2 separate regions of the Triticum aestivum genome follow, and region 2 is linked to region 1. A link is a contact called in public HiCAR-type data. All regions are on one chromosome and are shown on one strand. Each heading gives the region's core, a stretch centred on a gene start, on an enhancer-like site or on the middle of the called end of the contact. The rest is flanking DNA. Distances are from core to core; before and after follow the strand shown. Region 1 holds the start of LOC123135629 (synaptojanin-1). Region 2 holds the start of LOC123135637 (guanylyl cyclase 1).

Evidence for each region. HiCAR-type assays count read pairs that join an accessible place to other places.
Region 2: a HiCAR-type map of leaf shows a contact between it and region 1, with 4 times the contacts expected there. The contact joins the promoter of LOC123135637 here to the promoter of LOC123135629 in region 1. A contact is called at or near these places in 2 of 5 Hi-C or Micro-C datasets (leaf and root) and 1 of 1 datasets of contacts at active chromatin or transcription factors (leaf).

The regions. Positions count from the first base shown.
Region 1 is chr1B:510,553,638-510,558,786 of IWGSC CS RefSeq v2.1, forward strand. LOC123135629 (synaptojanin-1) reads right to left here and starts at 2,706. Exons shown (of 5, transcript XM_044554786.1): 1 at 2,328-2,706; 2 at 1,877-2,233; 3 at 1,465-1,783; 4 at 1,240-1,347; 5 at 672-1,159. The coding sequence starts at 2,525. The coding sequence ends at 1,065.
Region 2 is chr1B:511,115,845-511,120,993 of IWGSC CS RefSeq v2.1, forward strand. It overlaps LOC123135637 (guanylyl cyclase 1), which reads right to left and starts at 1,988. Exons shown (of 9, transcript XM_044554798.1): 1 at 1,408-1,988; 2 at 1,111-1,238. The coding sequence starts at 1,542.

The DNA of each region.
Region 1 (5,149 bases), core at 1,456-3,955:
AGCTCAGTGTGATTGGGATCGGGATTCGGGCCAGCGCCGGAGCCACCCGTTCCAGCTATGCCCACGCTGGATCGACCGTCCGTCCGAGCAAGCCAGCCAAGATTAGGAGAGGAGGCCAGAGGCGTTGTTTTCAGACGGTGGCGCGGAGATGCAGATTCTCAGGCGGTTGGGCGCGCGCACCGGACAAAACTGTTCTTCTCACATGCTGTCACGTACCACGCCACAGCCGCAGAAGCATAGCGCACACATGACACCCCGATTAAGATAAACTCTAGTGCCCCTCAGATGCACACAAGGGGAGAAACACCTTGATTAAGATATGACACGCATCATTACCAAATAAATGAGACCGCCATACGCTTCCATTCATTCCGAGGACAAGTACAATTCTATAATTAAATTTATTATTATAAAGCCGAGCCTAACTTTGCGGCTGTTGCCGCTAAAGCAACGAACGAAATGAAATACTACTGCAACTAGCTATTACAGCAAAAATCAACAAATCCTTTCTTTTTCGTCATAAGCAACGAACGCCCTTATTCATTCATGGAGCCCACGGCAAAGCTTCAAGCGCAAGCCAAAGGCTGCAAAAGGGGGGAACAGAGAGGGAAACCTTAGCTGGATGTGCGCTGGGACTCCTTGGCAAAGCGGCAAAGCCATGGACGGAGACGGAGAGATAACATGGGCCTTTTATTTCTGCTCCTTCAAGATTAGCCACATTTCACTTCCAACATTATCATCTATCATCTCGCTTGCTACAAACAGCTAACACATCTCTCTCGTCTCCGGAAGCACCCCACTTATTGTTTCTAACAAACCGACTACTAGACATGGATTTCTTGTTTCTTCATCCATCTCCACCGCTTATCGCCGGCACCCCAAAACCAATGTGTCACCAATCCAAAATACACACCTGCTAAAACTGACGCTGCTAATACTGCTCTTCTACTTCTATTACTAGGATATGACCACTACAACCTACTACAAATTACTGCTGATACTAATTTTTATTTTCGAGATTAAACGGAGCCAAGAACGCGGAATGTTCCGGCAGGAGACTGGGTTCACGAACTGTGGCAGAGCGCCGGTGGCGCCGAGGCCTCCGCAGCTCGCATCTTCTGGCTTGCGAGCATGGCGTTGCTCCGACTGATCAAGGCATCTGCGCAACAACAGAGCTCGCTGTCAGATTAACTTGCCATTAATTAACACAATTAAGCTAGTTCAGGATGAGATGTTTACCATGATCAAGAACGATGCCGCCGGCGTAGCGAGGCTGGGCGCCGAGGTCGTCGAGGTTCAGATTCAGAGCATGCACGACACGGGCGGGGACAAGAACCGTCGAGCAGCCTGCAATGACGCGAAAAACACCAAACAGGAAGAATATTTAGCCACCAACGACGAACGCCAGCCCGGGTAATCAACAACCAGAACGGCCAAAACAGGTGTTACGAGGGGCACACGCACCAGACTTCTTCCTGGCCTCGGCGGGGGCGCCGGCCGGGCGCGGGAGGAAGACGCCGGTGCCATTGCGCTCGCGCTTGGCCCCGGGCGGCGTCAGGAAGACGGCCCGCATGCCAGCGGCGGCGGGATGGGTAGGGTGGGGTGCAGGCGTATGCTGCAGCTGCGTCTTCAACAGCGGCGGGAACGACGCCGGGCTCAGGTCAATAGGAGCGGCGCCCGCCCTCTTGGCTGCCGCGTTACGGCGCACGCCCCATGCGGCGGCCGCGGCCAGCTGCCGGTCCCTCTGCTGCTTGAAGAGCTGCTGCTGTTTGAGGAGATGATACTGCATAACACAAACACAAAACAAAGATGTTAAAACCAAGAAATCTTGAGGTAGGAGACGCATAACAAGAGCGCCATGCAACTGAGAACTCACCCTGGCAGCCTGTATCTGGCGCTGCGTGATGAGGTGCGCGAACGGGTGGTAGTACACGCCGCCCGCGGCCGTGCCGGCTGGCAAGGGCACGTGAGGCGGCGGAGGAGGAGGCGAGGCCTTCCGCGCAGGCGGCAGAAAGCCACCGCCGCCGTGTAGGCCGTAGGGGTTGCCCGGCGCCGGGATGCTGTTGACCAGCCCGGCTGCCTCGTAGAGGACGTCCCACGGGTCGGCCGGCTGCTGCTCCAGCGGGGACGACGGCGGCGAGTTCCCGTGAGACGCGCCGCTGTTGGGGCTCTCCTGGCCCGACTTAGGCAGCCCACACAGCGTCGACTTGGGCGACCCTGCAGTCACCTCCTCCTGCCAAACAAAGAAGCCAAGAGTCAGGAACCGGCGCAGGTACTACGCATAACAAACCACGCAAACAGAAAGATTGAAGGAGCAAGAAACCAACCTTGGCAGGCGTGACGGCGAGTTTGTCACCGCCGAGGAGGCCCGCGAGGCGGCGCGAGAGGCCAGCCAAGCTGTCCTCCTCATCACTCTCGCTCCGCGCGGCCACCGCCGCCTTCTCCTCCTCGGAGAAGAAGTCGTCGTCCAAGAACTCGTCAGGAAGAAGGAACTCCTCGCCGCCGTCGGACCACTCCACCGCCATTTGCTCCACCTTGAAGAATCCTAGTCCGGGCAATCCGAGCGAGCGGGCCGGCCGTCGAATGGAAGGCAGAGGAGTGCTGTGCTTATCAGCGGAGAGAGGTGGGGGGTCGTGGGACGGAGAAGGAGAGGAGAGGGAGGGGAATGTCGATGGGCTTCGGCGGGTGCAAATGCTGCTCTCCCTCTCTGTCCGATGGGTTTATAAAAGAGAGGCCAGCGGCGAGATTTGTGGGGAAATAATTATTTTCCTTCATTAAGGAGCTCTCTTTTCTTTTTTAACCTGCCGTGCATGCATTTGTGAGTGGAGTGAGCTGTGCCTGTGACGATGCGTGTGAACCGTAGCCCGGTAGGCTCAGCTCGCATACTAGTACCTCGTCTGCACACAATTTCTGAAGTATATTCTGACTTTTTTCTTCAGAATGAATTGTGCTCCGAACTTTTTCTTTTACCCACTTTTTTTTAAAATTATTTACAAATTGTGCTCCGATTAATTGCACGGAGCATGTTGCACTCTGCCTGCTGTAATCTATCGTTCTAGATCTGATATACAGTAGTAGCATTATAGGTTACTATTATTATTATTAATACATTTTATGTGCGCCATGTCAATGGCATTCCACCCACTCACCAGATAGTTAACGGTAGCTGAACCCACTCTACAACCAAATCAGAATAGCGGGAAAGGCAAATTTTCTTCCTTCGTCAGGCACTGACCTAAACCTAAACCGAAACTAGTGCAGTGAGCGCCTGCCGGCCGGCCGGCCAGTGCCGCAAGTGCAACTGCTCTGCTCTGGCTCAGGCTGGTCAGGCTGGTCATAGTGGGGAGTAACTTAGACTAGTATCATACATATGTTACTAGTCTATATTATTACCTTCATAGTGGGTAGTGTCATAGGTGTGGTAACATAGTTGCCTTCATTTATTACTTTGTAGACTCATTATGCATTGGAAACCGCTATGTGATGGTAACATATTATGTTACTCTATTTGCCTCTCTCCTCATTAACTACTTGCCACATCACCATGATCATAGTGGGAGTAACATAGATAGTAACATAGATGCCACATAAACAAAATTGGTGATGTGGCAAGTAGTTAATGAGGAGAGAGGCAAATAGAGTAACATAATATGTTACCATCACATAGCGGTTTCCAATGCATAATGAGTCTACAAAGTAATAAATGAAGGCAACTATGTTACCACACCTATGACACTACCCACTATGAAGTTAGTAACATAGACTAGTAACATATGTATGTTACTACCTCCGTCCCGGTGTATAAGTCATTCGCGTAGTTCTAGGTCGATAATTTAACTATCTAAATATGTATTATATGTGACAAAAAATATATATTTAGAAACTACATCCGCGTGGAAATCTAGTGATATACTTTTCATGGCATATAACACATATTTAATTCCTCAAATCGATGACCTAGAACTACGCAAATGACTTATACACCCGGACGGAGGGAGTACCAGTCTAAGTTACTCTCCACTATGACCAGCCTCAGCCGAGGTTTGGTTTCATGCCATTAAATTGGGCGGGAGTAAAGAAGCGGCGGGAGTTTTTGCGATGCGGTCACGAGAATTGCGTCCACTTCCTCTGAGCGAGGGAGATTTCTCTAGGTAGGCTTTGGGAATTTAAGTTGTGTTCTTTGTACTGCTACAGCGCATTAAAGTCGCGGGCGCTTTAAAGGCGGGTGTGCTGTGGTGTGGTATACGGAGTGGAAAAGGGAAAGGGCGTGGGTTGATGGCGTGATGTCGGGTACGGGCTCGAGTAGAAAACTGGCGAAATGCTGAGCTGCCTGCACCCGGTGGAAATACACGGCGCGCGCCCGGTAACCTGCCGCTGTAAAGTGAAGTGGAGTGAAGTGGGCGGCCGATGCGATCCGGTGGAAGGTACTGTACGTACTTGCGTTAGACAGACAGCAGTACTGTACTGGCGGTCGTGGTACTGGCCCGGCGGTTCATGGCGGCGCCGGAATGGGCGTGACCCGGTAACCCGGTGACTGTGAGACGGCGCTGGTCGACGCGGTGGGGCGGTCGGCGACGAGTGCCCATCCGCCGCTTGGTGACCGAACTTGTATTTTTTTTTCCTTCCTTTTCACATATTAGAGAAATTCTACTCCAATTTACGGGCTTTTCTCGACGGCCGCCCAGAGCCCTCTCTTTTGAGAGCTCTGGATAAGGACATAGGCAAACGGGAAACTGTAGTATAGTACGATGTGCAGCGCCGGCCAGTTGCCTAGGCCGGACCCCACCTGTCATCGGCCTGCTGGGGCACCGGAGCCGGGCTCTCGGAATCCTGTGAATCTCTGCGAACCGGACGCCGGAGATCCCCGCACCGCAACGGGGGTCCCGTGGGCCCCACCACGCCGCTCTCACCCGCGGCCAACCTTGGTTTCGCTCTCGTCTGCCGCTTCGTTGGGCCTACCCAACCGCTCCTACCGACGGGGCGGGCCCTGCCAGGCTGAGGGCCCCCTAACCTCGCGGACGCCAGCCAGGAATTATCATCTCCAGTTCATTTACCCCTAAAAAAAAATTCTTCCCCCTGCCGCTCCCGCAAGCGGCCCGGGAGGAACCCTAAATCGCGCCGCCGCCAGTCCTCCCGCCCCGCCTCCCCT
Region 2 (5,149 bases), core at 738-3,237, 560 kb after region 1:
AAAAATGTTAGTATTACCATGGTATGAAATTTGAGTATTCAAATAATCAGTTCAGCTAACCTGTGACAGGGCTGTGCGTTAACATTTTGTTTGAGTGTACTTGCTAGAAACAAATTCTATTTGGATGTGCACAATATACCTACTACTGTTCTGTTTATTATTTAAAAAATTGTACACTTAAAATGTTTTATTAGCTTACGCTTAAGAAGGTGGTTAGTATCTCCGTGCAGCAACAAAACCTATCACAGCTACGCTCCAGGTAACATCCGACAAACAAATTCTATTTGGATGTGCACAATATACCTACTACTGTTCTGTTTATCATTTTAAAAACTGTACACTTAAAATGTTTTATTAGCTTATGCTTAAGAAGGTGGTTAGTATCTCCGTGCAGCGACAAAACCTATCACAGCTCCGCTCCAGGTAACATCCGAGAAACAAATAATATAGCTCATGCAATCATGTTGAACCCTTTCTATTTAAAAAATCCTGCTGTACATTACTGGGAGATAAACCTATAAAACTGGGACAGATAATTCGGTGCTAGTACATGACAGCAGAACACCGAATCTGGTTCCCATCTTTCAGAATGCAGGTCTGATTATCAATATAGTTCTTTTGGTATTATTTCGTTTCAAAGAACGAATACATCACCAATTCATGTTTAGCTGTTCAATACTCCATCTATAGTAATATTTGTAGCTTGATGGATGGCTTAGTAACCAACCGTTTACTAGTTCAGACTTCAATAAGGATTCCCTGGCCCTTCTAGATAAACCTTCATAGTGTGACAGTACGTTTTTTTTCCCTCTGCAAAGCAACTCATGTGTTTTGTCTGTTTATAACAGTTAGCTGCCCGAAGCACCACTATTTCGACAAATATATTCCACAACAACCAAACAATTATTGTTAGCTACAGTACTTAGCTTTGTGCTTGGCCTTTAAACACACTACTACGTTAATAAAACAACTCAAAGTACCACGGCACGGCTAAATTAATATTCCTCCAGGTTACCAGGCAGCACCGCCACTGGCTCAAGCAAGAATTCAAGCAGTACGGCGCAGCTAGTTTCTTAACGAACCCAAATTTTTAACTGCTAAATGGGATACCTTGTGGTGCGGCAGAGCTTCTCGAGTTCGGCAATGCCGTGGCAGCAATCAAGCCCCAGGGTCCTCAGCACCATGAGCACGCAAGCGAGGCCGCAGTCCCAGGTGAAGGCCTGCTGCACGTGAGGGACCTGGAAGCACCGGCAAAGCAACCGAAATGTCAATCGAAGCCGGCGCAGGGAGAGAGTCGGACTGAATGCCGCGCGGCGATTCAAGAATCGCTACATGTACTACACGAGAGTCACGCAGTGATGACATGATATGATAAAGCAATATAGAGAGGCGAGAGGGGGGACTGACATCGATGAAGTAGGATCGGCGTGCTAGCGGGATTCGGCCGTCGGGGGGCAGCGGCGCGCCCGGGCCGTCGCCGTCGCCGCCGTCGTCTCCCGGCACCTTGAACAGCCTGTCCGAGATGAAGCAGAGGGGCCACATGACATCATCAACCGCCGGCGGGGCCAGTAGGCCGTCACTCGGACCGGGCAAGAATCGTGCCAGGTTCAGACCAGGGCAGGGCAGAGAATTCTTGCCCTCGCCGGCCGTTCGGGCCCCGAGGAGGAGGAGGAGGAAGAGCAGGGGAAAAGCCTCGAAGAGAACACGCGGGGCGCGTGGCGGTGCGGTGGGGGTGGGGTGACGGGATGGGAATCGCGGGTTCGGAATGATTGGATTGGCTGGGCTGGAGGATTGATTATAAAGAAGAAGCGGGGAGGGAGGGGCGGCGGCGGCTGGCTGGCACCAGAAGAATCGGCGGGATGGGAACCGGGGAGCGGCGCCTTTATAACGGCCCTCTCCTCTCCAGAAGGTGCCGCGCGAGGCCAAGCTGGAGTGAGGCGGAGGGGGCGGAGGAGAGGGCGGGGATTGGGAGGGGGGAGGAGGACGAACGGCGTCGTGGGAGGCGCATATTGGAAGGGGGACGGGGTACGTTGTTTGCCGCGATGCGACGCGATGGCAATCATGCGGTGGTTGCCGGATGCGCCAGTGCCTGGGGGGTGGGGGCCCGGGATATGGGCGCGTGTCTTAAACGCTGGATTGACCCGAGCCGCCGAGTTGGCTGCCTGCCCTGCCGTCGTCGGCCTTTTGCGGTGAGCGACCCGGTCGGGCTGGCTGGGGGCCACGGCCCACGACACAGGCGTGGCGGTGGGGCGCTCTTGCCAGACTGGACTGGGAGAATGGTCAATGGCTATTGGTTTTTGCTCGATTTGCACAATCCCCTATATCCATTATATCCATTTTTAGACGCAACATTGCCATTGACACGAGGATAGTCTTCTTATTGTGCTCGATAGCGTGTCTGGCCGAGGATCGAATGGAACGGTTCGATCTGTGCATGCGGCGGTTCCGTTCCATGAATGGGTTGGTTTCATCTGCGCATTTGACTGGAGCGAAAGAAAAGCTTTAATTTTGTTTCTGAGGGTTAGAAAAGCTGTAATTAAATGGTTTCGTTTCGATGTTTGATTGGAGATACGGAATGTGGCTAATTTGGTTTTTTTTGAGAAAAACGTCGGCACTTTATTAATCAAGCAACATAATTACAAACAGTCTCTCGGATACATTCCGAAGTAGAAGTGAAAACACAAAGACCATTACAGCTCAAACATGACTTAGCTAAATTATGAGCTAAAACATTAGACTGCCGACGAATAAACTTGACCCGAGAAAAAAGAATATTCGATATGCCATCTTTGATCTCCGAGACCACAGCACCAACGAGTGAACGATCGCGAACATGGGAGTTGATTCTCTGCACCAAAGAGAGGCAATCGGAGGCGAATATCACCGAATCACATCCCATCTCACATACAAGGTAAACTGCTCGCCGAAGGGCACATGCCTCAGCTAATTCAGGTTCAGGGCTTCCATAGTTGGCTTCTCTACATGCAATAACAAATTGTCCATCAGAGTTGAGAGCAACCACACCTGCACCAAACTTACTTAGCTCAGAGAAGATCACGGCATCACACATGAATAATACAGAACCCGGCGGCGGCGGAGACCAAGAAGTACTTGAGGCAATGCTCTCACGCCTATGCACAAGATCCGGTTTGTATAGATGCCGAAAGATCAAATCAACATATGCTTTTATCTTAAAAACGGTACGAACAGGATGTGGCTCATCTTCATTGTTTCGAACAGAGTTCCGCGCCTCCCAAATATGCCATATAGTAACAGCCATGACCGTAGTCTGCTGATCCGAGGAACGAGAAAGGAAATCAAACAACCACTGCTTTGGCGAAGAAAAATTGGACCCCCATAGCTTAATGTCGAAGGATTGCTTCACTTGCGACCAGGTCTCATAAGCAAAAGGGCAAAACAACAGCGAGTGCTCGATTCCTTCCGTCCTCCCACAGAAACAACATAGGTTAGAAGTTGGCACATGACGACGTTGGAGTTGAATACCTGATGGGAGGCAATCGTGAGCAAGCCTCCAAAGGACCACCTTCATCTTATTTGGAGCCTTGATAGACCAAATAGATTTCCAACTTTTCATAATAGTCATGCCATCCGATGCCATTCCACGTCCAGGCACACTATGAACTCGTTGGAAATGAGCTGTCCGAGCCAAATTATACGCTGATCGTACAAAATATTCTCCAAATCTCGTGTGAGGCCATCTCACATAATCATCATCACCATGTTGACCAACAGGAAGCAACATAATCTCATTGGCAATATTCTCACTGAAAAACGCTCGAACCGTATCCTCACACCAGGTACCTTGGTCCTCATCCAGAAGACACTTGACTGTAGCCGTAGACGGTATCGGAGACATTGTTTGAAGTAAATTAGGCGGCGTGGACGGTATCCAATGATCACCATTAATACGAACAGCCGCTCCATTGCCAATGCCCCATTGTACCCCTTGCTTCAGTAGCTCACGACCAAATAAAATACTACGCCATGTATAAAAGGCCGATCTAGGTGCAACAGCATGCCAAAAATCGCCATGAGGGAAATATCTGCCCTTGAGAACCCGGGCGCAGAGGGAATCCGGCGAGGTAAGAATACGCCAACCTTGTCTACCAAGCATGGCCTGATTGAATAAAACCATATCACGAAAACCCATCCCGCCAAGAAACTTAGGTGTAGTTACCATTCCCATGACCTTCAGTGCAGTTTTTTCTTCCCATCCTCGCAGCTCCACCAATTGTCCGCAATGATTTGTCTTAACTTTTCACAAGTGGCAATTGGAAACTGAAAACAGCTCATGACGTGTGATGGAATTGCTTGAATGACAGACTTAAAAAGTGCCTCCTTACCCGCCCGAGATGCAGGACGATCCGACCAAGCATGCATCCGCTGCCATGCTTTATCAGGCCAAATATTGAAAGTAGCCATAGATGACTGTCCAACCTCAGTGGGCATTCCCAAATATGTTTTCTAAAGAGCTTCACAACTTATTCCCAACTGAGATTTGACACGAGTCTTCACCACTACATCACAATGGTTTCCAAAAAATAAAGAGGACTTATCTTTATTGATCAATTGGCCAGACCCGCTGCAGTACTTATACAGGGTAGTCTCCAGAGCAACCACACTCCTTGGATCACTTCTTGCAAAGAAGATACTGTCATCAGCGAAGAGAAGATGTGAGATAGGTGGGCCATGACGGTCGTTATGAATACCTTGGAGCCCGCCACATCTCTCTTTCTGTAGTAACAGACTTGACAAACCTTCAGTGCAAATAAGAAACAAGTAGGGACTGATTGGATCACCTTGGCCAATACCACGTGAAGGAACAACAACTTTAGTAAGTTCACCATTAACCCTAACAGCATATCGGACATTAGTGACACAATGCATCACAGTATCAATCCAAGACGGAGCAAAACCAAGCTTCAAAAGACAACCATGAAGATAGCACCACTCCACGCGATCATATGCTTTCATCATATCAATCTTCAAGGCAAAATAAGGTTTTTTCACCCGTTGACACCGAATAGTATGCATGCATTCATAGGCAATCAAGGTATTATCCGTGATAAGTCTTCCTGGGACAAATGCACTCTGGTAATCAGAAATGACCAACGGCAGAATTTTTTGA